Regions from separate parts of the Mus musculus genome. Here regions 2, 3, 4 and 5 are each linked to region 1. A link is a contact called in public HiChIP or PLAC-seq and promoter capture Hi-C data. All regions are on one chromosome and are shown on one strand. Each heading gives the region's core, a stretch centred on a gene start, on an enhancer-like site or on the middle of the called end of the contact. The rest is flanking DNA. Distances are from core to core; before and after follow the strand shown. Region 1 holds the start of Tmem33 (transmembrane protein 33). Region 2 holds the start of Limch1 (LIM and calponin homology domains 1). Region 3 has its middle 24 kb from the start of Uchl1os. Region 4 has its middle 25 kb from the start of Limch1. Region 5 overlaps Atp8a1 (ATPase, aminophospholipid transporter (APLT), class I, type 8A, member 1).

What was found. Promoter capture Hi-C pulls out the DNA fragments that hold promoters and counts their contacts. HiChIP or PLAC-seq counts read pairs in DNA pulled down with a chosen protein or histone mark.
Region 2: a contact with region 1 is called in a promoter capture Hi-C map of embryonic stem cells, with 3 times the contacts expected there. The contact joins the promoter of Limch1 here to the promoter of Tmem33 in region 1. A contact is called at or near these places in 5 of 39 promoter capture datasets (embryonic stem cells, hippocampal neurons, liver and 1 more), 3 of 115 datasets of contacts at active chromatin or transcription factors (embryonic stem cells, large pre-B cells and stem cell-derived neural progenitor cells) and 1 of 9 other capture datasets (embryonic stem cells).
Region 3: an H3K4me3 HiChIP or PLAC-seq map of the SCID.adh cell line shows a contact between it and region 1, with 8 times the contacts expected there. The contact joins the enhancer-like site here to the promoter of Tmem33 in region 1. A contact is called at or near these places in 11 of 39 promoter capture datasets (cranial neural crest, embryonic stem cells, frontonasal cranial neural crest and 7 more), 22 of 115 datasets of contacts at active chromatin or transcription factors (the SCID.adh cell line, T-cell acute lymphoblastic leukemia, bone marrow-derived macrophages and 11 more) and 2 of 9 other capture datasets (macrophages and pancreatic islet).
Region 4: a contact with region 1 is called in an H3K4me3 HiChIP or PLAC-seq map of bone marrow-derived macrophages, with 4 times the contacts expected there. The contact joins the enhancer-like site here to the promoter of Tmem33 in region 1. A contact is called at or near these places in 7 of 39 promoter capture datasets (cranial neural crest, embryonic stem cells, frontonasal cranial neural crest and 3 more) and 9 of 115 datasets of contacts at active chromatin or transcription factors (bone marrow-derived macrophages, differentiating embryonic stem cells, embryonic basal ganglia and 3 more).
Region 5: a promoter capture Hi-C map of pre-B cells shows a contact between it and region 1, with 2.5 times the contacts expected there. The contact joins the enhancer-like site here to the promoter of Tmem33 in region 1. A contact is called at or near these places in 4 of 39 promoter capture datasets (HPC-7-derived erythroid cells, fetal liver, neutrophils and 1 more), 1 of 115 datasets of contacts at active chromatin or transcription factors (bone marrow-derived macrophages) and 1 of 9 other capture datasets (liver).

What each region holds. Positions count from the first base shown.
Region 1 is chr5:67,258,358-67,262,894 of GRCm38.p6, forward strand. Tmem33 (transmembrane protein 33) reads left to right here and starts at 2,208. Exons shown (of 8, transcript NM_028975.4): 1 at 2,208-2,449; 2 at 2,607-2,676. The coding sequence starts at 2,632.
Region 2 is chr5:66,744,235-66,748,536 of GRCm38.p6, forward strand. Limch1 (LIM and calponin homology domains 1) reads left to right here and starts at 1,655. Exons shown (of 26, transcript NM_001001980.3): 1 at 1,655-1,771. The coding sequence starts at 1,676.
Region 3 is chr5:66,698,643-66,702,739 of GRCm38.p6, forward strand. No RefSeq gene overlaps it. Among named protein-coding and RNA genes, the nearest start is that of Uchl1os, 24 kb to the left of the region's middle. Within about 2 kb of position 1,354, at least 10 of the 459 cell types and tissues checked have an H3K27ac peak or open chromatin away from gene starts, as enhancers often do. A contact at or near this core is called in the SCID.adh cell line, where this site is marked.
Region 4 is chr5:66,718,842-66,723,609 of GRCm38.p6, forward strand. No RefSeq gene overlaps it. Among named protein-coding and RNA genes, the nearest start is that of Limch1, 25 kb to the right of the region's middle. Within about 2 kb of position 2,305, at least 8 of the 459 cell types and tissues checked have an H3K27ac peak or open chromatin away from gene starts, as enhancers often do.
Region 5 is chr5:67,819,394-67,823,538 of GRCm38.p6, forward strand. The region is part of intron 1 of Atp8a1 (ATPase, aminophospholipid transporter (APLT), class I, type 8A, member 1); the gene reads right to left. Among named protein-coding and RNA genes, the nearest start is that of Gm52816, 9.1 kb to the right of the region's middle. Within about 2 kb of position 2,813, at least 125 of the 459 cell types and tissues checked have an H3K27ac peak or open chromatin away from gene starts, as enhancers often do. A contact at or near this core is called in bone marrow-derived macrophages, fetal liver, neutrophils and 1 more, where this site is marked.

The sequences.
Region 1 (4,537 bases), core at 958-3,457:
TGTGTTGTAATTACATTTTATTTATAGGTTAGGGCAGGCATGACATGGCATAGGTATGGAGGTCAGAGGACAACTTTCAGGAGTTGGTGATCTCCTACTGTGTGAATTCTGGGTTCATACTCACATAGGGTGATGGTTAATATTACACTTAAGGTTTTAATTACTATGCTTACGGTGCGTACAAGTTGTCCTCTGACCTCTACACACATGCTATTGCCTGCCTGCCCTAACCCATAAATAAAATGTGCTCAGAGTAATTTTCGAAGCTGGAAAGCAGTGAGGGAAGAGAAAGAGAGAACTATCAGGCGGAAGATGCAAACATTCTCTCGGCAGAATCTTTGCTTTCGTGCCTTTGCAGAGCAGCTTCAGCTTCCACTGTGGACTCAGTCTATTTTCTACTGTCCCCAAATGGCCTGGAACTGAGTTAACCGAAACTGAAATGACATCTGCTCGTACGGTTTCATCTGAAGCTTGAGGATGGACTTAGAAACAGACTCCATTTGCCTTCCAGATTTCTATATTTTAGAAGAGATAGGAACACAAGGAGAAAATCTAGCTATTATGGAGAGTGGGAAGACTGAAGGTCTAACTTTAGTATAAATCAGATGCATTGTTATCTACTTACGTATAGTTACTTATAGTCAGAAAATTCGGGAATACAGAAGAGGCAGAAGGAAATCAAATTCTGCTACTAAGAGTAAAAAGATCACTGATCTAGTCAGCAACACTAAGTCTTAGAATGAAACTCATCTTGCTGATAAAATGATTTAGAATTTCCAGGCATCTAGAACTGTGAGGAAAAAGAAGTTGCGTTGTTTAAACTACTCAGTCTGTTGTATTTGACACCCCAGGTAAACCAAGATACACATGTGTGCATGTACACACACACACACATACACACACACACAAACACACACACTACCCATACATGGTGGGAGAGCCAGATTAAACAAATAATCAAAAAGAAATATTAGACAATGATAAATATTCTAAAATAGGGGACAAATTATACTCCAGCAATGCAGAGAAGATAATGTGTTAGCTGAGCTTGGGTGATAGGGAATCTAGACTGGAGATTGTGGGGACCTGAATGTGGACATTGGCCTTAGAAGAAAAGTTTACAACATTCTACCGAGCATCCTTTGACTCCTAGACAGCAGCTGACTGGCGCCTAGGCTGCCATGAATCATAAAGGCAATTGTACTTCTGAGAGAGTAGGAGCTTAGAGATACTCGGTTCCTAAGTTGGAGTATAGATCTGTAGTCAGCTTCCTGTCCTCCACCTCTCTCTTCTGTTCTTCTTTTTCATTTTTCTCTATGCCTCTTCTCCGGGTCTCTGCAGACGACACCCCCACCCCTGCATACCTTTTATCTAGCCAGACATGAAATTATGGAAGCCACATTCAAGTCTTCTTTCCTGTTCTTTTCTCCCACACCATCACACAATTCAGGATTTCATTGCTCTCCCTAGTTGTGTGCAATGGCCTCCCTATGATCTTTCTAATATAGATGATGTCACACTTCTGCTTAAAGTTGTAGCTTGGCTCCCTAGATTGCAGAGTTAAGTTCAGAAGTTTTGGCATACATGCAGGCAGAACACTGTATACATAATAAGTCTTTAAAAATATTTTTAATTAAAATATAACTTCATCATTTCTCCCCTTTCCTTCCAACCCCTCCCGTGCCCTCATGTAATGTTTTTCTTGCCACACACCCTGCCTCTCAGCAGTTCAAATCTTTCACCCCCCCCCAGACCCATTCATTCAGTTCACACCGAACTGTCCTGATTCATTCTGTTACTTTACCTGCTCTGTTCTCTTATTTGGAACCTCCTTCCCTTTTCATATACAATTTTTCCTTTCCCTTCAAGATTTATGGCCAGAATTACTTTTCCAGAAACCCCTGATTAACTCAGCTTGTGGTCGTTTTTGCTCTATTGTCTCTGAGAAGGTCAGTGTTATGTTCTTTTTTTTTTTTTTTCCTCCAAGCGTCTGTCACATAGCCGGTTTCACTAGTGCTTGAAATAAGAAAACTAAATCACAGGGTTTGGTGAATCGCTATCTGGAGAGATCATAGATATTTCTGAAGCTTCTGTATATGGAAGTAGAGAGATTTTTGAGGTTCGGAAGCCAGCGAGGAAAATCGCCTGAGTGCCGGTTAAGACGAAAGTTGCCTCGGTGGTTTTACTTAACATTTCCGTGCCAATTGGCTCGTAGGGAAGGTGGAACCAAAACAAGGAGAAAAACTGCATTTCCCGTCATGCCTCCGGAAACCACGCCCGGTGACTCTCAACGTCCCGCCTGACTCACGTGGAAACGAAAGGATCACTTCCGGTTTTGCAACCCCGGGAACCGGCGGCGTCGATCGGCCCTTTAAGGCCTTTCTCCGAAGCTCCGCCTTCGCTTGGGTCTTTCTAGAAAGGCAGCTTCGGTCTGGACCGAGCGGGGCAGGTATTACCGGGCCGCCATAGGGGGACTTCTGCGGCTGTGTGCTGCACGCGTCCGGGAGGGCCCGTTCCTCCGGGGGTTTGGGGTTCCTGCCGGCTCTGAAAGCAGGTCGGAGGGTCGTCGCCCCGCACTGACGTTTTGCTCTTCTTTGCTGTTGCAGCGTCCCGGGCTCCCGAGTGTCTCCCATGGCGGATACGACCCCGAACGGCCCCCAAGGGGCGGGCGCTGTGGTAAGTGAGCGGCCTGGTCGCCCGGCTCCATCAGCCGGAGTTGGCGAGGAGCAGGAAGTGTTTGAGAGGGCTAGAGGGTTCTAGAAGCCGCTGCCTGCCGGACTGGGGTTAGGGAGGAGCCGAGTGGCGGCCAGAGGAGCTCCAAGTTTGTTTCAAAGGCGACAACAGGCAGTTCTGGAGCAGGCGGCTGTCACCTGTCAGCTAGGGATGTTGGCCTCCTTGCCCCTTCCCACACCGCGGTCTCCGATCGTCTTCGGCCCCCAAGGTGGAAAATACCATCTATTCAACCCACATGCCTCGTGGTGCGCGTCGTAGTATTGCCCTTTGTACCTACTTCAAGCCTTTTAAGAAATTTTGCAAAGGGGAGAGAGTGGTGTGTTTCTTTGATTAGTCGTTTACAAAGAGGAGGACTGCCCGTTTGTAAACTTTATAATTAAAAATGTTGATCTACAGGTCGACTCGAGGTAGTTTTTGTGTTTTTGCCCTTAAATTGAAGTTTTGATTTTTTTTTTTTTAAAAAGCTTTTTACAACACCCCTGTACTGTGTACACGCACTTAACTTTGCTGACCCATTTGGAGATTTTTGATAACCCAAAAATACTTAAGTATTATTTTCCACTTCATTACATTTGGGGAATTGAACATGGATGCATTTTAATCTACTTTGTAGTTCACGTGCAGATTTCCTTAACTGTCCATTGTCCCTTCCCCTCTTTGGGAAGCAGCCATTGTGTTTATTTGTTCTGCCTCTTTACTCCCAGTCAGTCCATGGAAATCCCTCTATTATCTCTGGGCTTTGAAGACACACCTAGTTTCAAAAGTCTAGACCTGTTTTACAGAAGGCTCTAGAAACTGAAATTACATTTTGATTATGCCCTTCTCAGGACACAAGAACCATTTTATGTTGATTCTTTGGGGAATTAGGTATGATCCTGAATCAACTGATTTGCCATTGTAAAAATAGATTTCACCCTTTGTAAGTAAGAAGTTGTCTGGCCTAATACTTTGAAACTGTGAATAATTTGTCCTCAAGTCTTCAGTCCCATGATCCATTAAAATATTTTGTTGTGGAACTATATATACCAGGCCGTTCACTCTACTTAAACCAGCCTCTTCAGCTCCTTGATTGTGTAATGGAGTGTACGTACGTGCAGAAGACCCAGAGGAAGGGCTGGGTAGATGGGCTCGTGTTTATAAGTGAGTGCTTCTTTTGCAGAAGACCCTAGTTCAGTTCCTAGCACCCACAGCGGGGGGTGGGGGAGGACTTACAATCACCTGTAACTCCAGCTCCAGTGGGATCCCCTGGACTCCTTGGTTACTGTATGCACCACACATACTCACAGTTAAAAATAATAAAATCAAATCTTTAGAATAGATGTCTAAAATGGACACTTCAGTGACTTGCTAAAGAATGAAAACCCTACACAAATACTTATTTCATTAGGGAGTATCATGTGTGGAGGTCGGAGGACAACGTATTCTTATAAGTTCTCTACATCTACGGTGGTCTCAGGGTTCACACCTCGGTCATCAGCCTTGGGAGCATGTGCCTTTACTGCTGGGCCGTCTTGATGGCCCAACAAATGGATTGTAAAGAGAAGGCTCTGAACAAACTGACATGGTAATCTAGATTTCATCCTTGCATTTGACTGCTGCTGTTGCCAGTCAGCTAAATTTAGTAGCATCGCAGAATTATAGATAGAATAAACTAGCAGTATATTTTATTCTTGAAATTGCTAGCATGTAACTAAAAGGCATGTAATAAAATACACTTGAATTTTAAATATACTTGCATTTTTTCCTAAAAATGTTTACATGCACAAAAACAGTGACATTGCTTAAAACTAGTATTTAAAAACCT
Region 2 (4,302 bases), core at 405-2,904, 510 kb before region 1:
TGATAGAAGGAAGTGGGCAAAGGTGGGAAACCAGGGGGGTTTAGCATTCCTGGGCCTGAAGGGAGGAATGGGTCAAGAGGAGACAGGACCCAAGGAAAGAAGACATATGTTGCTTTAGAGTGGTGGTGTCAGTCAATCCTCAGGGAGACACCAGCGTAAATACCCAGTTTCCTTCTCCACTTGTCCCTCCTCCAGGCCTCTCCCAGCATGCTTGCCTCCCAAATGCACTGGTGCAGCCATTTCAAGAGCAACATGAGCAGCTTATTAAAAATCAACTGGCACCTTCTCTCCTCAACACAGGCCATCTCTTACCAGATAGCTCATTCTACAACATCTTTTGATTCCCATGTTTATTGTCTGCTCCCCAGTGTGAATATCGGTATTGTGAATATCTAGAGAAATACATACAGAGAACGGTGTCTCATATAGCTCAAGTTGGCTTGTGCAATGGATGACTTTGAATTTCTGATCTTCTGCTTGCACCTAGTGAGTGCTGGGATTATGAGCTTGTACTTCCAAGGACATGACGCTGGGGACAGAAAGCAGGGTGAGCTGCATGCTGGGTAAGCGTTCTACCAACTGAGCTATATCCCAGTCTAAGTGTACGTATCTTGAAGGCAAGTTCTTAGAATTGTGTCTTGCTGTGATGAAACACCATTATCAAAGCAACGGGGGAGGAAAGGGTATTGGCTTACATTTCCCTATCTCGCTGTTCCTAATCAAAGGAAATTAGGACAGGAATTCAAGCAGGGCAGGAGCTGATGCAGAGGCCATAGAAGGGTGCTGCTTGCTAGCTTGCTCTTCATGGCTTGCACAGCCTACTTTCTTATAGAATCCAGGACCACCAGCCTAGGGATGGTGCCACCCACAATGGGCTAGGCTCTCCCTCGCATTTTCTCAGTTAAGGTTCCCTTGTTTCAGATAATTCTAACATGTGTCAACTTGACATAAAACTAACCAGCACACATTTTAGGAGTTTTTGTTTGTTTGTTTGTTTGTTTGTTTTTGTTTTATCCCTCCCTGCCCCCACCCCACCCCCCATTCCCAATCCGGCAGTCCTAGGTTCCTAGCTTGGTGGTTGGAGAATAATAAGAGCTGAATAAATCCTGTGAATGAGTCAACAGGCTAAGGCCCAGGTAGCTTGCGGGGAGTCCCTCCCCTTTTAACAGAAAGATCTGGCGGTTGCCTTGTGAACACCTTAGAGTGCTGGGTCCGGAGCTGCAGCTCTAGGCCTCAGGTCTGTAGCTGGGAGGGACAGCAGGTGCCAGTCAGTCCTCCAGTTCTGCCGCAGTAGTGCTGTTTCCCCGCCCAGCTTCACCCAAGGTGCAGCTCGACCTGCTACCCAAAGTAGCCGGCCGGAGGCAGGACAAGCGGGGTGGCGGGCCGTGTTCCTCCCACGGTCCTTGCATGAGCCCGGGAAGGACGCCCGGAGCTCCTGGCAGGTTATTTTTAGTTGGGGGAGGGGACGAAGCGGCGGGCCCGGGCGCCACTGGCTGAGGTGGCCACGGTGTCCTCCGGCAGTGCGCGCCGCTGTCCTCCGGGACCTGCGCTCGGTGGGGGCGGGGAAGGCGGCTGGAGAGCGCGGCGGGCGGGAAGGGGCGGAGAGCGCGCTCCTGCGGAGGAGGCTGTGCTCATCCCGGCGGCCGAGCGCTCCAGTACTCGCCGGGCTTCGCAGATGGCTTGCCCCGCTCTCGGTCTGGAAGTCCTTCAACCCCTGCAGCCCGAACCACCTCCGGAGCCTGCCTTCGCCGAGGCACAGAAGTGGATCGAGGTAGGTGCCGCCACCGGCGGGCGGCCTTGCAGGGGCGCCCCAAGCTGCTGCCCCGAGAGCAGCGACCTCAGGTCCAGCCTTCCCCCACTTTCGTGGCCAGCTTCCCCAGGTCATCCTCCGCGGCCTTCGGAAGACTGAGATCCCTTGGCGTTGGGGCTCTGGGATGGTGGGCGTGAACAGGGGGGACACTGCGGTCTAGCTGTGCGCCCAGGGGCAAGAGGCTGTCCCCTGCGCCTTCATCCCTGCTGCCTGCGGAGCTCGCAATCTCCGCTTGGTTTGCAAGTGCTGCTACGGAAAGCGCAGTGCGAGCCGTAGCGCTGCAAAGGCTACAGGGGCTCGAGCTTCCAGAGCCCTTTGCGGGAGCCGCATTTCGGGGTGTCCCGCTCACTGCTCCACATTCCCTTGGCCTCTCTCTTCTCCCTTCCGGAGCAGAGTTGGCAGTATCACCACTGAGGCTCATACCCATCCAAGCCTCTTGGCTGTGTTCTGGCACCCGTTCAGGTGCAAGGTTGGCGCAGAGCACAGCGTAGGGGGGAACCTGCAAGACCTAGTTGTGAGTGCGCTATCCGTAGACACGCTGCCCAGCTATCGGTTGTCCCAGAGACCGCAGGGTGGGCTGCAGCAGGCCCCGTACCGGGCCAGGTTGGCACATTTCACTTCTTAAATGACTCGGTGGAAGGCCAAGGAAATCACTGGAGCTCTCGGCTCAGTCCAGGAAGCGCTCGCTGGGTGATCCTGATTCATGATGTCTATCTGCAGGTGCAGCTCAGTAGCCCTGCTATTCTGAAACAATCCGGTCTTTGGGTTCAGGACGCGTGGAGGGCGAGAGTGGGAGAGGTGATTTGTGATCCACTCTTGGAATTCCTATGAACCACCTTTTAAAATGCCTTGTAGAAGAGGAATTTGGCTAAATGGCGCGCAACCCCCTTGGCCTGAGAGTTCAAAGGAGGATGTGTGCAGCTAAGTCGTGACCAAGCAAGAATACGCTTCAGAGAACTCAGATGGTCGCTTAGCGACCCCATCCCCACCCTTGGGACAGCCCAGGTCTCCAATGTTGGTAGGGTGATAGAACTATAGGGCTGTATATTTAAACCTGCTGGGTTGCCTGCAGAGGCTATTGCTGGAAGGCTCAGCCACAGGCCGCCACCTTTCAGGGTCAACCAGCTTCATGGATGCAAAAAAGCTCCTTAGCGTTTGGAGCCATCTATTTAAAAACGGAACTAAGGAAACAATATATACCAGGCACCATTACTAAAAGTCAGGGCTGGCTTGTCTCTTGTAACTACCAGATGTAACTTACTACCAGATGAGAAAACGACGTTAGCCTCTTATTTTTGATGGAAGGCTTATTTTGATGGAAGGCTTGGAGCATGACAGGTGTTCTCTCTGAGTTTGGGGCTCACAGGCTCACTGGAGACAGTAGTGGAGAGTTGTGTGACAGCTTCTTTCAACTTCTTGAATTTTTTGGGGGGGAAATTAGCCTCTGTTTTCTCATAGGCACGTGATTTATTCCCAGTTTCTTTGATAGTAACTGATAGTAATTTATAGTAATATTGACATACATGTCCTGCCTTTAAAAGTGCATTGTGGTATAAACTCCATGCAGGATAGAATGCAAATCTGAATCTCACATCTCTGTGAATTTTGGAATATGTACACATATTTATTACATCTCCCCATAGATCAAAATATATAAAGATTTTTTTTTCCTGTTGGTATTTCAGGCTAAACATTACACAGTGTAGAACATTAGCTTTCATATCAGCTTGAGGAAAGGAAGAGACAGTTTAAGAAAGCAGAGCCGGGTTAAGCGCTAAACACAGTTTAGAATGGCTCTTGATACTTTGCCCTTTAAACCAGTCAAAGACAGTGAAAACCCAAATGGTGTGTGTGTGGCTTTAGGACCAGGCTGCCAGGCACGCTGCGTGTGCATAATTGAAGTGGCCTATCTCCTTTCCTCAGTGGAGTTGGATTTCATCAAAAGGGGAGTTTCCTCTCCTAAGCCCAGGCTGGGTAAAAAGGTGTGTGTGTGTGTGTGTGTGTGTGTGTGTGCATTGGGGGAGTGCTCAACACTCCCCCCCCTTTCCCCTTCCCATTCTTGAAATGTAAATGCCACGTTTGCAAACTGGGAGCCGGGGGCCATAACAGATGGTTTTGCACACAGTTGCCCACTGAACAAAGATTCCTGGGCTAATACAGCAATAATGTGTTTCTTAGTGTGAGCCGCTTCCCGTGGGGATTCTTATCAGGAGACAATCGCATCTCCCCTTAGGGGCCCATTGTCTCTGGCAACATCCTCATTGGGGAGGGCTTTGTTTTTCGGTTTTGTTCCATTGGTGATTAAATTTCCCACAGGCCTTTTTCATTTTTTTCTTTCTGTGCAGTCAGGAATTTTTCTGAAAAAAAAAAAAACCCACCAAAATGTTCCCTTGGGTGCAGCAGGTTAATAAATAAACTTTGCTACTACTCTGCATCTTTAGTTCTGGGCTTCTTTGAGTTGGTCTGTCTAGAGAATTTACATTCTTAATAAG
Region 3 (4,097 bases), core at 104-2,603, 560 kb before region 1:
GTGTGTGTATGGTATATTATGTGTGTGAGTGTGTGTGTGTGTAGTGTATGTATATATGTGTGCATGTGTGTATCTGTGCAGAGGCTTGTGTCACGTGTCTTCCTCACTTCCCACTCTATTTCTGAGGAAGAATCTTACACTGAACTGAGAGCTCCCTGATTTGACAAAACTCACTGGCCAGGAAGCTCCGGGAATCCTCCTGCCTCCACCTCCCCAGTGCTGGGTTTATAAGCATCTCCTACCCTGTCTGTCCTTCAAGACAGATGCTAGGGAACAAACTCGGCGCATGCTTATGTGGCAAACACGTTGCTGACTGAACCACCTGCCCAGCTACTCTGCTTTTATTTAAAATTTGCCCTGATTCATAATCGTACACATTTATGGGGGTAGTATAATGGTTTGGGATATGTGTATATCTTGTAGTGATCCAATGAGGGTCATGAGATTAAAAAACAACAACAACAACAAGCAAAGAAGTTAGTATCTAGAGATTCAAAAGACTGTGCACAGGGTTTTAATCTACAGAACACCCCAGAGGGACTTTGGAAAGCTACATCTAATGTGGCACTCGGGCTTCATCAGGGAGGCTGTCTCCTGCCTAGCCTGGCTCTGAGCACCAAATGCACGTGGGGCCTGCCCCTTGCTACCACAACAAAGAATTTAGTACAAATTTCTGTCGCTGTGGACTACCTAATTTGACTAGAGACTCGTTCCTAAGAAATCTGTGGGAAGCAGAGTCCCACAGTGGTCACTGCACTTCCCAGCCTTCCGTGTACAGACCTGTCGCTGTCCCCGGAACTCAACACTCATATACACAGCACTTTAAGGGATTTTTACACGTATGACAAGGTCCCAATTGAGTTGACCTGAGGGTGTAATGGTTCTGCTCGGCTGGTCTGATACTCCTTGAAAAGGATTAAGCTTTTCCTAGGTGAGGAGTGTCCAGGAGCGAGGGTAGCCCACAGATGACGAGAGCCAGCAATAAGGAATTTGGCTAACAGCCTATCTGAGCCTGTTCTACCCCAGAACCACCAGAAAGGGACCCAGCTCAGCCAACTTCTTCATTTCAGCTTGCAAGACCCTGAGCAGACCCCCAGCCATGCCACACTAGACTCCTGACTGATATTGGGTGCTAAAACATGGGTCGTGGTATTCCGCTTTGCTTTGGGGGTCATCCAGGATGTGGCAACCTAAAACTCATGTGCAAGATGGTGCCACATGTCATGGAAGCATGGGGAACCTCCTCATTGTCCCCCCTAAGCCATCCCCTGCTTCCCTTGTCACTCAGAGCTGGACCAGGAAGACAGCATGTGGCTCGTCCATCTCCTCCCCTCTAGCCCCCCAAGTGTGAGGTGCAAGGGCGTTGTGGCGAAGGGCCATAAGCCGACTGCTGGGACCTCTTGCAGATGTCTGAGGTCACTGAGGTTCCTCTGGCCCAGCCTGGAGCCTTTGTCTGCATATGCTTTTCATCATGAGACACCAGGCTGGCGAGACATAAACAGGAAAGGTGACATGGAAGCTCGGTTATTTACTGAAATCTGACCTGCAGGGCTCACCCATTGCTGTGGAAGGTTACAGAAATCCTATTTGTTTGAACACAGTTATAGAAATATTCTTTGTGTTCATGGGAATGAAATATTTCACATTTTGTATGTGGTGAGGAATTCCAGACCCTTTTGTCTGGCCTGCTGCCTGCTTCTCTCAGGAAACATTTTTTTTCCTCTCTCTCTATTTTTTCCTCCATAGCTGCTGCACTCAAATATACCACCAATAAGCAACTTCAGTTACAGGCTTTCTTTCCTTTTTCTTTTTTCTTTTTCTTTTTCTTTTTCTTTTTCTTTCTCGTCTTTGTCTTTGTCTTTGTCTTTTTCTTTCTTCTTTCCCCCTTTTTTCTGTTTTCTTTTTGTTTGTTTGTTTGTTTGGATTGGTTTGGTTCTTGTTTGAGACAAACACACCTGAGTTCATTCATATATATATATATGTATATGTGTGTGTGTGTGTGTAAATATATATGATATACACATATATTATATACATATGTAAATATGTGTTATATAAATATTATATAATGATATTTATATATGTATTTGAACATATGAAATCCACATTGAGAGATTTATGACAATAATCATTTTAACACTGGAAATTGTCCATTAAAATTGTCTTTGAAGGCTGGAGAGATGGCTCAGCGGTTAAGGGCACTAGCTGCTCTTCCAGAGGTCCTGAGTTCAATTCCCATCAATCGGCTCACAACCATCTGTAATGGGATCTGATGCCCTCTTCTGGTGTGTCTGAAGACAGCTACAGTGTACTTACATATAATAAATAAATAGATAAATAAATCTAAAAAAACCCAACAAATTGTCAAGCTATTAAACAAGTTTTTGTTGTTGTTGTTGTTGTTGTTTAAATTGTCTTTGAAGCCAGGTAGGTGGCACATACCTTTAATCCTACCACTCAGAAGGCAGAGGCAGGCAGATCTTTTGAGTTCAAGGCCAACCTGGTCTACAAGTGAATTCCAGGACAGCCAGGACTACACAGAGAAACCCTGTCTCAGAAAACAAAACAAAACAAAAAACAACCAACCAAAAATTGTCTTTGAAATGAACAATGGTTCAGAGGCCAGGTCTGCTCCCTGCACTTGCTTCTGAGACACCATGGACCCACGTGCTTCCTTACAAAGTGACACAAGGGCTGGAGAGATGGCTAAGCCTCCAGGCTTGGTTCACAACCAGAATACAGACACAGGATGCCCGAGTCCGCTTTCATTCTTACAAATTGACTGGATGCACGGATTTCCATTGGATTTTCTTCTGTCACCTTTATTTTGTGTCCTGTGTTCTACTCCCAAAGGCCACTCCTGGAAGGCAAGCTACATGAGGGACTAGACGTTCAGCACATGGGCTTTGGAGACACTCAAGTTCCAGACTTGAGTAATTAGAGTAATGTAACATCGCTTCAGTCAAAAGTTTTCCTAAAGCACCTCTGTCCCCGAGCCTTTATTTCAATAGAAAGTGACACTGGTGTTTAACATGCGGCCATTGTTCTGAATAAGACGGTGACTGGGACTTCACAGTCTAAACGACGGATGAGACCGATGATCGGTGTTTTGCAATTCCTCAAGTGCCAGGACTCTTCAGTGTGACAAGCTCATTTAAATTAGGCCAACAGATTAAAATAGTCTGCTTTATGCCAGGTGGTGGTGGCACACACCTTTGATCCCAGCACTTGGGAGGCAGAGGCAGCAGATCTTTGAGTTCGAGGCCAGCCTGGTCTATATAGGGAGTTCTAGGCCAGCCCAGGCTACAAAGTGAGACCTTGTCTCAAAATAAATAGGTAAGTAAGTAAATAAATAATTCAAATTAAAACCCGAAACAATAAAAACAAAGCATTCTCTGTTTCTAACCATGGAGATAAAGCACCTCTGATCCAGAGATCTGAGAGAACTGTGACCATAGCCTTGAAAAGACCATTTCCAATTAAGTAGGCCTGATGCACTATCCTCCCTTGGCATCTGCAGGGATTGGCTCCAGGGTCCCCATGGAAACCGAGCTCTAGGGATACACACATCTCACATATTTGAAACAGCATAGCATGATACCATGTTATCTAAATAGTCTTATATCTAGACAAATTTGTACATACGTGGTACAGACAATTTTCTTTTCCTTTTTGAGACAGAGTTTAAACACGTGACCCACCAGGCTTTGAACTCAGATATTCTTGAGTGCTGGGATTAGAGATTAGCAGTACGTGCCACAATGCCCTGTTTCTAGTACTTGGGGTCCCAGGTAGGCTGAGTCCATGGCTGTGGGATTTATGGCTATGAAGCACTGAGCTTACGTTCAGAAAGCATCTGCATTCGTAGTTTTCTCATCTGAAGAAATATCGAGCTGGGGCTCTGTAGGAATAGGGGTGCTTCTTGAGTATCCCCCAAACTCACTGGCACTCTGTCCTGCTGGTTGTAAGCCCTACTTACTTCCCAGGGCTGGCCTATTGGTTTTTGTTTTTGTTGCATCCATTTCACAGAGAAAGTCAAAAAGATGTCCAGCACCGATACTAGTTTCCTCTGGCCAAAGGCAGCATCTTGACCTGTA
Region 4 (4,768 bases), core at 1,055-3,554, 540 kb before region 1:
TCTCCCCTTCTACCCCCCCCCCCCCCCATGCCCAGTCACACCTCTAGGCTCAGGAGTGGAGGAGGAAAAGGCCAACCTTACTTGAGCCCCGTGTTCCCAGCTTCCCAGCTGTCCACAGAGAGCTGCTCAGTGCTTACGGGAAGAATGCATGGGCACCCTCATCAGAGGTCACAGTGGCATGTCCATTAACAAGGCTTCTGTGTAGCCTGGGCTTTTCTTGCTTTGTTCCACTTCTGTTTTTGCTGAGTTAGCAAGGTTATGGAGGGGAGTGACATCACTTCTCCCAGTGGGCTGTGATGGTTGTTATAGATGTGTAATATTGCCAAGGAGGCAGTGACTGGCGTGAATATCGAGGGAGGGTGGTCGAGCATCTTCCATGCATGTTCTCACATTTTCTGTAAGCGATATGCCTCCGTGATAACTTTTGACAGCCTGTATTTTTCTCTCTGACTATTTTAAATTCTAATTTAGACTGATGCAAAGTGCCCTTCCTCCACCCATTCAACCCCTCAGAACATCAGCCAGGTCTTGTGGAGGCACTGGGTCTGGATTGGTAGGGCTGTGAGAACTTCTGGTCAGGAACTAGTTGAGGAGAAAAGCCGGACAGCATAGGGAGTAGCCTTCGAATTCTTGAGGTGTGATTCATTAATCTTAGTTATTGGTGACGTCGAGATTGCCTGCAGGTATGGTTTTCCCAGCATCAACCATAAATAACATAGCAAAATCTTACTTTTGTGACACAGCCATGCCAAAGTCCTCTGGGACATCTAAGGTGACAGTTGCTGGCTTGTAGTGTCATCAGCAGTGGAAGCTGTAACCTGATGTTGCTGGCGGGGCACCCTGCCGAGTTCTCAGAGACCTGTGCCCCGGAGGAGCTTCCATCTTCACTTCCGCCACAGAAAAGAATTTTAGGATGAGTCAGTAGGAAACAGAGATGGGGTTGATGAAGAGGGTTTGGGATACTGGGCTTTATGGGCAAAATTTAACGGAGAGATGAGGTATGGGCATGTTTCTGTCCTTATGTGGGGTTTCCAGGATGTACGATGCACCTGATGCATGATGGGTGCACCTGATGCATGATGGGTGCACCTGATGCATGATGGGTACACCTGATGCATGATGGGTGCAGGCAATCTTGCAAAACCAATGACGTGAAGCAAAAGACAGTTGGTGGTCAGCCATCTCGGCTGGCCACGTGGGTCCTCTTGGTTTGTATGTCCTTCCTGTGATGCAGCTCTAGCCGACTGGAAGTTGCCCCTCTCCCTCCATACCCACCTTCTTATCTCTATAGGACACATATCTGTTCAGTTTTACCAAGTGCTGGTAACCCGTGCTTCCCAATGACCATTCTACCAGTAGTTTAGAATTCCCCTTATGCTGGCCACACATTATGATCTTTTTATATCAGGGGAGACTTGTACCTTTTGATAGATTTATTGGATATTTGATTTTTTTATAGTCTTTAAAAATATCTTATGTGGTGGCTACTGATCTCTATGCACACCTCATATACATGACTTCTGACTTTCTTCATTTTTCCAGAACACAATTATGTTTTGTTATGTTTTTGAAGTGTGTGTAGGACAGAGGTTGATTGGGTATCTTCCTAGCTTGCCCATTACCTTAACTTTTTATTTTTAAAAATTATTTATTTATTTAATTTGTGTGCGTGTATAGGGGATTAACTCAGGGCCTCAGACTTCAGCAGCAAGCACTTTACCCACTGAGTGGTCTCCTCAGCCCCAGAAGACAGTTTTAAATATAAACTTATAATTTGGTAGACTGACAGATAATTGATTCTAATCAGCTTGGAGTTAACACACCAGCTCTTCTCTTTCAAACTAAATCTAAATTACAAAAGGCAGTATAGTTCCCAGGTATTAAGTGGCAGATCTCCCAGGTCCTTCTGTCTGTAACTGTCACTGAATTGTCCCAACAGCTGCCAACCTGGCCTTCTGTGTCATAGTTTTATTTGATCGATACATGAATATACTAATTACCCAATTTAGGCATTACACCCAATGTACCTAATTCTGTGTCATCTTTGATGGCCAAACCAGTGGCTCCTTTTTGCCATGTGGGGACGAGGATGTATGTACAGAATGGATTCCCAGCTTAGCAGTTCCTGGAAACAGCTGCCTGTTCCCAGCAACACACAGCTGTTTTCCGTGTTCATCTCCCTGCCTCTTATTCTCTTTCCAGCCCTGGAGGGAATTTGGGTTTGTGTGGTAGATCAGGGTGGAGTGGAGGGGGCCAGCTCTCTCTCTAATCCCCTTTGTTATGTGAGTCTTCACTAGTCCCCCTAAGGCTTTTGAACTTGAAAGTCCCGATTGCTTCTTTGTTTCTCCTTTCAGCGGGCCACATCCTATCCTTCAGGCAAGTAGAAATAAAGACCTGATGTTTCAGAGAAAGAAGTGAGGAGAGGAGGGGAGGCTGGGCATGAGGAGGAAAAGCTGTATTCAAGTCGGAAGAGCAGGCAGTCCCACCCTCAAAAGGTTAAATGCAAAGTTAATCCTGCCCTTGCATTTATACCCAAGAGAGATGAAACCGTACATCTACACAAGAACAAACTTCCCCAGGAGCCATGTTCATAATAGCCAAGACTGAAAAGAACACAGATGTCCATCAGCTGGCAAATGAATAAATGAAGCTGCTTTCCATCCTTACAGTGAAATATGAGTTGGCAGTATGAATGAATGACGTGGTGGTATATGAAACAGAGATGGATTAACCTTGAAAGTATTGTGGAAAATGAAAGATGTCAGTGCATTAGACCTCATTTTGTATGACTCTGTCTAGATGGATGTCCAGAATGGGAAAATCCAGAGAACCCTAAAATAGTTAGTATTTGCCTGGGCCTTGGGGAAACTGGGAAGTAACAGGAGTGAGTAATAACAGGGATGGGACTCCTCCTTCTTGGGTAATGGGTACTCTGAAATTGGCTCCAGTGGTGGCACAGGACTAAATATACTGAAGCCGTGCGGCTGTGCACTTTACATGGCTGGACTGTATGGCACGTGACTTATAATTCAACCAAGCTGCTTTATAAAGGGCTCAAACTCTCTTCCAGCTACATGCACATCATATATATTACAGATATTTTAAAAATTGGAAGCAGACCCTAGAGATAGATTAGCCTACTTTTCCTCCTAAATATGTATTAGGTGTCTACTTTGATCAAAGCATAGTGGTAGAATCCCGTGGAAATTCAAATCTGAACAGGGCATGCCTCTCTCTCTGAGAAACTCACAAAATGACTGCTGCCAGTCACTTGGCTTCTAGCTGCTGTGGTCTGCAGATGGTACGGATTATAAACTTCACCTGCCCAAATTACCTTCCCAAACTTGAGTGTGCTGAGGTCGGCAGTTAAGAGAATCAGGAGGATGGGACTATATTGTAAGAAGCCAAACTAAAACAATTTAAATGTCTTTGTGGGGTAGGTGTAGAGGGGCCCAGATGGGATGGCTTGAACTGAGGAGGAGTTGTGGGGGAGAAAAAAAGAAGGGGAAAGGATATAATTATATCTTAATTAAAATTTAAAAAATTATCAAAAAAAAATAAGGTGCATCTAGAAGGTTGGGCCAAGTGGCCCATGGGACCTGAATGACTGAGGTGTTTTGTGCAAATAGACTAGGTGTCTCCGAAATACTGCTTGTGACAAAGCATCGTCAGAGATCTGTAGGAGCATCCCCACCAAGAAAGGGAACAGTGGGTTAGAAATCAGAAAGGCTGGTCGGTCATCAATGTGTTTAAATAGAAGGGCCAGCAAGACGGTTCAGCAGGAAAAGGTGCTTGTGGCCAAGCCTGACAGCCTGAGTTTCATATCCGAGAACTAAATGGTAGAAAGAGAGAAATGGCTCCCACAAGCTGACCTCTGACACCCCTCCCCCCCAATGAATACACATGTTAAAAAAACTAAGGGAAATGTGGTTAACGGGAGTCAGTGCGTGTCTGGCTGGACTTAACTCGGAAGTGTCGTGAGACAGTGCTCAGCTGGGACTGGAAGTTTTATTGGCGCGCAACTGGGAATCTTTGGGGGTACATATGCTGCCATTCAAGCTTTAAAATATCACGAAGGGCAACCACATAATCCCCTGAAACTTTCTTTAGTCTCTCTGAATCAAACCAGAGGGCAATTGGGTTGCCCCCTCTCTTGGCTCAGCGGTTCGGACTGACTTCTATCTTGTACGTATTTTTCTTTTAAAGGAAGGATTTGCTTGTCCAAAATGGGAAGAGAGTCGTGACTGGCAGTCTTTGTCCGGCACACGATACAATCTGGGACAAAGGTTTCTGTGTTTGCTCTGTGCTCAACAGGATGTATTTTAGACATGATTTTTTTTTCTCCTTCTTCAAAGCCTTATTCCTCCAGTAGCCATGGAACTGCACAGAGAACATCGGGCTCCATATGACTGGGGTCTGGCCCTGGGGTTTACAGTCTTGGCAGTAAGGAGCTATTTCCTGGTACAGGAACCTAGAAGAACTACTTTCCTGTTATGTCAACTGTCCAACCCTGCTATCTCCTCCTCCAGGGATCCAGTGAATCAGACTGCTTTGGTGGGGAGAGGGAAAATCCTATTCAGGCTTCAGGACTGGGAAGCAAGATTTCTTATTGTACAAATGCCTATGCAAAGCAGGAATTAAAATGCACGGCAAGGCTTCCTGAGTGCGGCAGACTCCGAAAATCATGACATTCATTCGTTAACCCCTTGAGCATGCAGACGAAGGTCAGCACAGAATACACTAAGCATCTGAAAAAAGCTGAAGAGTT
Region 5 (4,145 bases), core at 1,563-4,062, 560 kb after region 1:
TAATTTTCAAAACAGAAATATTATATGACTATCTCCTGGAATAATTGGTATAAGAAGAGAGTTTGTACACAAAGTACTTAAAAAACACTTGGCATTTGCTAAGTATATTTTTAAAAAGTCTATTATGCTTGAAGCGTGAGCAGTGATGGATGAATTCAGATGTTGAGTCTCAGAGAAGGGGAGGCTGGCACAGTGTCTCGGAGTGGTAACTCCTCCCCGGTGTAACTGTGAGCCCATCTGTTCCCCCTGGCTTCACGGAAAGTTTCCTAAATATTCCACCTGATTCACACAAGCCCTCAGTCGTCTGATGAGCTCTCAAGTGAGCAAAACCAGATCAGATCTCTTTCTTATGTTGAGAGCAGATCTCTTTCTTAAAGGTAGACTGCAAGCTCTTCAAACTTTTAAGATGTATATACATCCAAAGTTCATAAATGTATGATATGAGGCAATGTCACAGGAACTAGGGGAACTAATGTCACAACAGCAGAAAATCTGACTGAGCAGCACACCTCCAAAGGGTCTCCTATTTCCTGGAAAGGCATCAGAGTTGAGCGGAATCCTCAGGAGTTCAGGCAGGTGGTAAGGGATGGGAGTATTGCTTAATGGTGTGGAGTGAAGAAGCCAGTGGACCATGGGTCCTACAGTACTGTTTCTAGACTATCAGAAACCTCACAGCCAAGCGGATTCTCCTAAGTTGGTCTATCTGAAAAGTCAAGTGAGTTACCACATGCCTCATGAGAATGAAAGCAACTCACCCACTGGTGACTGGGTGAAACAGGACTCCAACAACACTGGGCTCACACAACCTAATTCACTTGATCCCACGTAAGGACAGATACATCTAGAAGAACAATGCTCTGTTGAAGACCCTGGCAATAGGATCATGATACTTCAGGTCTCTCACTTACCACTCTCCATTACCTGGGCCAAGCATAAATAAACCATGATAAATACTTAAAGGCTTATCTCCTCAAATTCTAGGTTCCTAGAAATCTGTCATATGACTGTTAAGTACAGACATACAGATGAGAAATAACTCCAGCTGCATACTATACTTCCCAATGTTTCTAAATGACCAACCATATCACTGAACTGCCTCAAGTATCATATTCCATTTATATACTTATATACATATATGTATATATTTTATAACATATGTAATATATAAATAAAATATACATTATATATTATATATGTGCATGTATACATATATAATACATAATTATTATATAATCTTATACTGAACAGTGAGTTCTGGGTTGCAAAAAGGATTTAGTTTTGCACCTATCATTTTTATCTTTGCCCAACAGTGTAACATGCACACAGCACTACCAATGCCCACTTCTTCAGTTTTAGTTTCCAGATCTTTGAGACACTCATTTCCAGGACTGAAATGCTCAGCTAGACACTTGACAATTACAGATACAACTAGTTTCTTAAAACCAAAACCAAAAACAACTTTATTCTTGAGACTTTCATAGAAGCATAAAATGGAGTATGCTCATATCCACTTCTTATTTCCCTCTATAATACTGCTAACATGCCTCCCTGGCATACTTCACCCTGACCCTCATCACACACTAAGTCCAGTTCGGACATGAGTGTGTAGCCATTCCCTGGAACAGGCAAACCTGCTGGCAACACAAATAGCACTTCCCAGTCTGTACTGGAACTGAGTAGACAACAATTTCTACAGAGCAAACTGACAAGGAAAGCATAGGGTGGCTTCGTTTAGTGTTGTTCTAGTTGGTGACTTCTTAAAGCCACCAGAATCAAGACAGTCTTCTAGAATAAATGATTCTGGTGTGGACACTAAATGGTTCACTGAAGTGGACAACGCGGTGGCTGAGATCTTAAATGTTCCCTTAAGATCTGCTGTCAAAGGCTTGGTTATCATTCTGTGACAATACTAGAAGGGAGGACCTGAGGCTAAGGGGAGATAGCTAGGTGATTAAGGACATACTTTTGAAGGGAACAGGAGAAGCTGGCTGGTTCTTCCTTCTGCCTTTCACTTTCTGTCTCTTCCTCCCTGCCCCCACTTCCTCCTCCCTCCCCTCTTCCTTTCTGCTTCCTTCTCCCTGTCTCTCTTCTGTTCTCTTCTCTTCCCTTTGTATTTGTCATGAGATATGTGACAGCATTTCTTTGACCATGAACTCTGTGCCATGACACCCTGCTGCTTTGCTGTGTGCCCTAAGTGATGGGTCTAAGCAAACCTGGCCTGGAGAATATGAAACCGAAGCCCAAATGCCTTTCTTCCTAATAAGTTCATTATCTCAAATACTTTATTCCAGCAGCAGAAGGCTGACTAACACACCTTTTAGTTTTCAAATGATAAGGGAGTATAGTGATTCGGTAATTTGGAGCTCTAGCTTCTATCTATATTGAAGATATAAATTTAGTAATACCCTACTTGATCTGATTTGTAGCCAACATTAGAAGCTTTGTTTCCTGAACAATATCATAATTTCAACAATGATAAAATACTTAGAATGCCCTAAGCACACATGAAACCATAGATTTATCAGGCTGGCTTCTTCATTTTTTATAATATGACCAAAGTGTGTGTGCAGAGTTCTGAGAAGCCTGAAATAGCAGCAGAGGGAAATAAATAGCCACCTGATACTCACCATTAACAAAACATCGCTTGGTATTTGCATACAAGGGTATAAAAGTGGCATGCTGAAGGTGGCCACTTCACCCTCCCGAAATAATTTCTATCAGCAACAGATGTGGGCTGGCATTGGGGCAGCATGTGAGCTACTTCTCTGTAATGAACACGTGCTCCTCTTTCTCAGCCATGCCAATCACTAAACCCGTGCACAGGCTGTGGGCCAGTTCTGGTTCCTCTACCGATTACATACATCACCCTGCATAAGCCCTTCCTGGTTATGTTCTAGTCTTGATAAATGAGGAAGCGGGGCTGACAATATTAGGCTGTCTCCTGGTCCTAAAGCACTCAGAAGTCAGTATCTTCCGGGTATGGGTAGACAGCCAACAGCGTGTGTATTTATAAGAACAAGGAAATGAAAAGTACGAGCCTTTTCAGAGATGTTTTATAAAAAAAACAGTTGATTTAGTCTGTAGTCAGTATTCAACCAGACCTCAAACGTGGATTTATAACTGCAGCCAAATCTCTGTTCTTGAAGAGATACTTGGTAACCATTAGCTTTTGCCAGCAGTGGCCTGGTCTCTTCTGAGCATTTACCACCGGGTTACCAAGTAAGAGGCCTTAGGCTTCCTCCTCCCTCTGTCCAGACCCAGCTTGCAGCTTTCAGGCCACACAGCAAGATGCAACCAAGGACAGAAAGGCTCAAAGGTTATCTAAGTGAAAGGCTTAACGTTTTCCAAGCCTTGTCACAGATACTACAACGCAATCCGCAGAACTTAATCCCATCATTTGTTCAGTCAACATACTTAATCTCTTTGGGCAGGCCATTTTACAAACCATTTCGGAAAGAGCTGAAGATAAGGTTCCCTCTCTCTTGGGTTTATTTTGTAGAGTAGAGGAAGATAATTACAGATCACTCTAAGGGAGCCGTAGGAAATGGCTAGCAGGTAGTGAAAGGCCATTAACGTTCTTTAGTCTCACTGTGGTGATAGTTTTTTGCAGACATCAGTGCTTTGTCCAAGGCAAGTGATGCTTCATCCTGAGTGGTCAGAGAAGACCTCTCAAGACGCTGAACTGAGAGACCTTAGTGATAGTTAGAAACGATGGGGGATAACACTGACTCAATCAATGAGTGTTCTCTGAAGAGAACCTGAATCAACGAGGGGCAGGAGAAGATCCAGAGACACAATGAACACCTTGAATTTAAAGTGCAAGGCCGTTGGGAGGCCATGTGATAGCATAGGTGAAAGACAACAGGGTCTGGATTCAGCTCGTGACAACTGATAGGAAAACAATGTAGAAACCATCCTCCTAACCTACATCCCTCCTTATCTTCCTACTGTGGTACAGTGTCAGACACGCCTGCCACTTAATGTTACACCAAGCAAAAGCCCACCCACGATCTGCAAGAGCTGTAGGATTTAAAAAATAAATATCCTATCGATAATCTTTTTATTGATTATATGTTATGCTTAAAGTACTCCAGATATACCAAGTTAAACACAATGTCAAACCATAGCTTCCACTTCCCTATAAG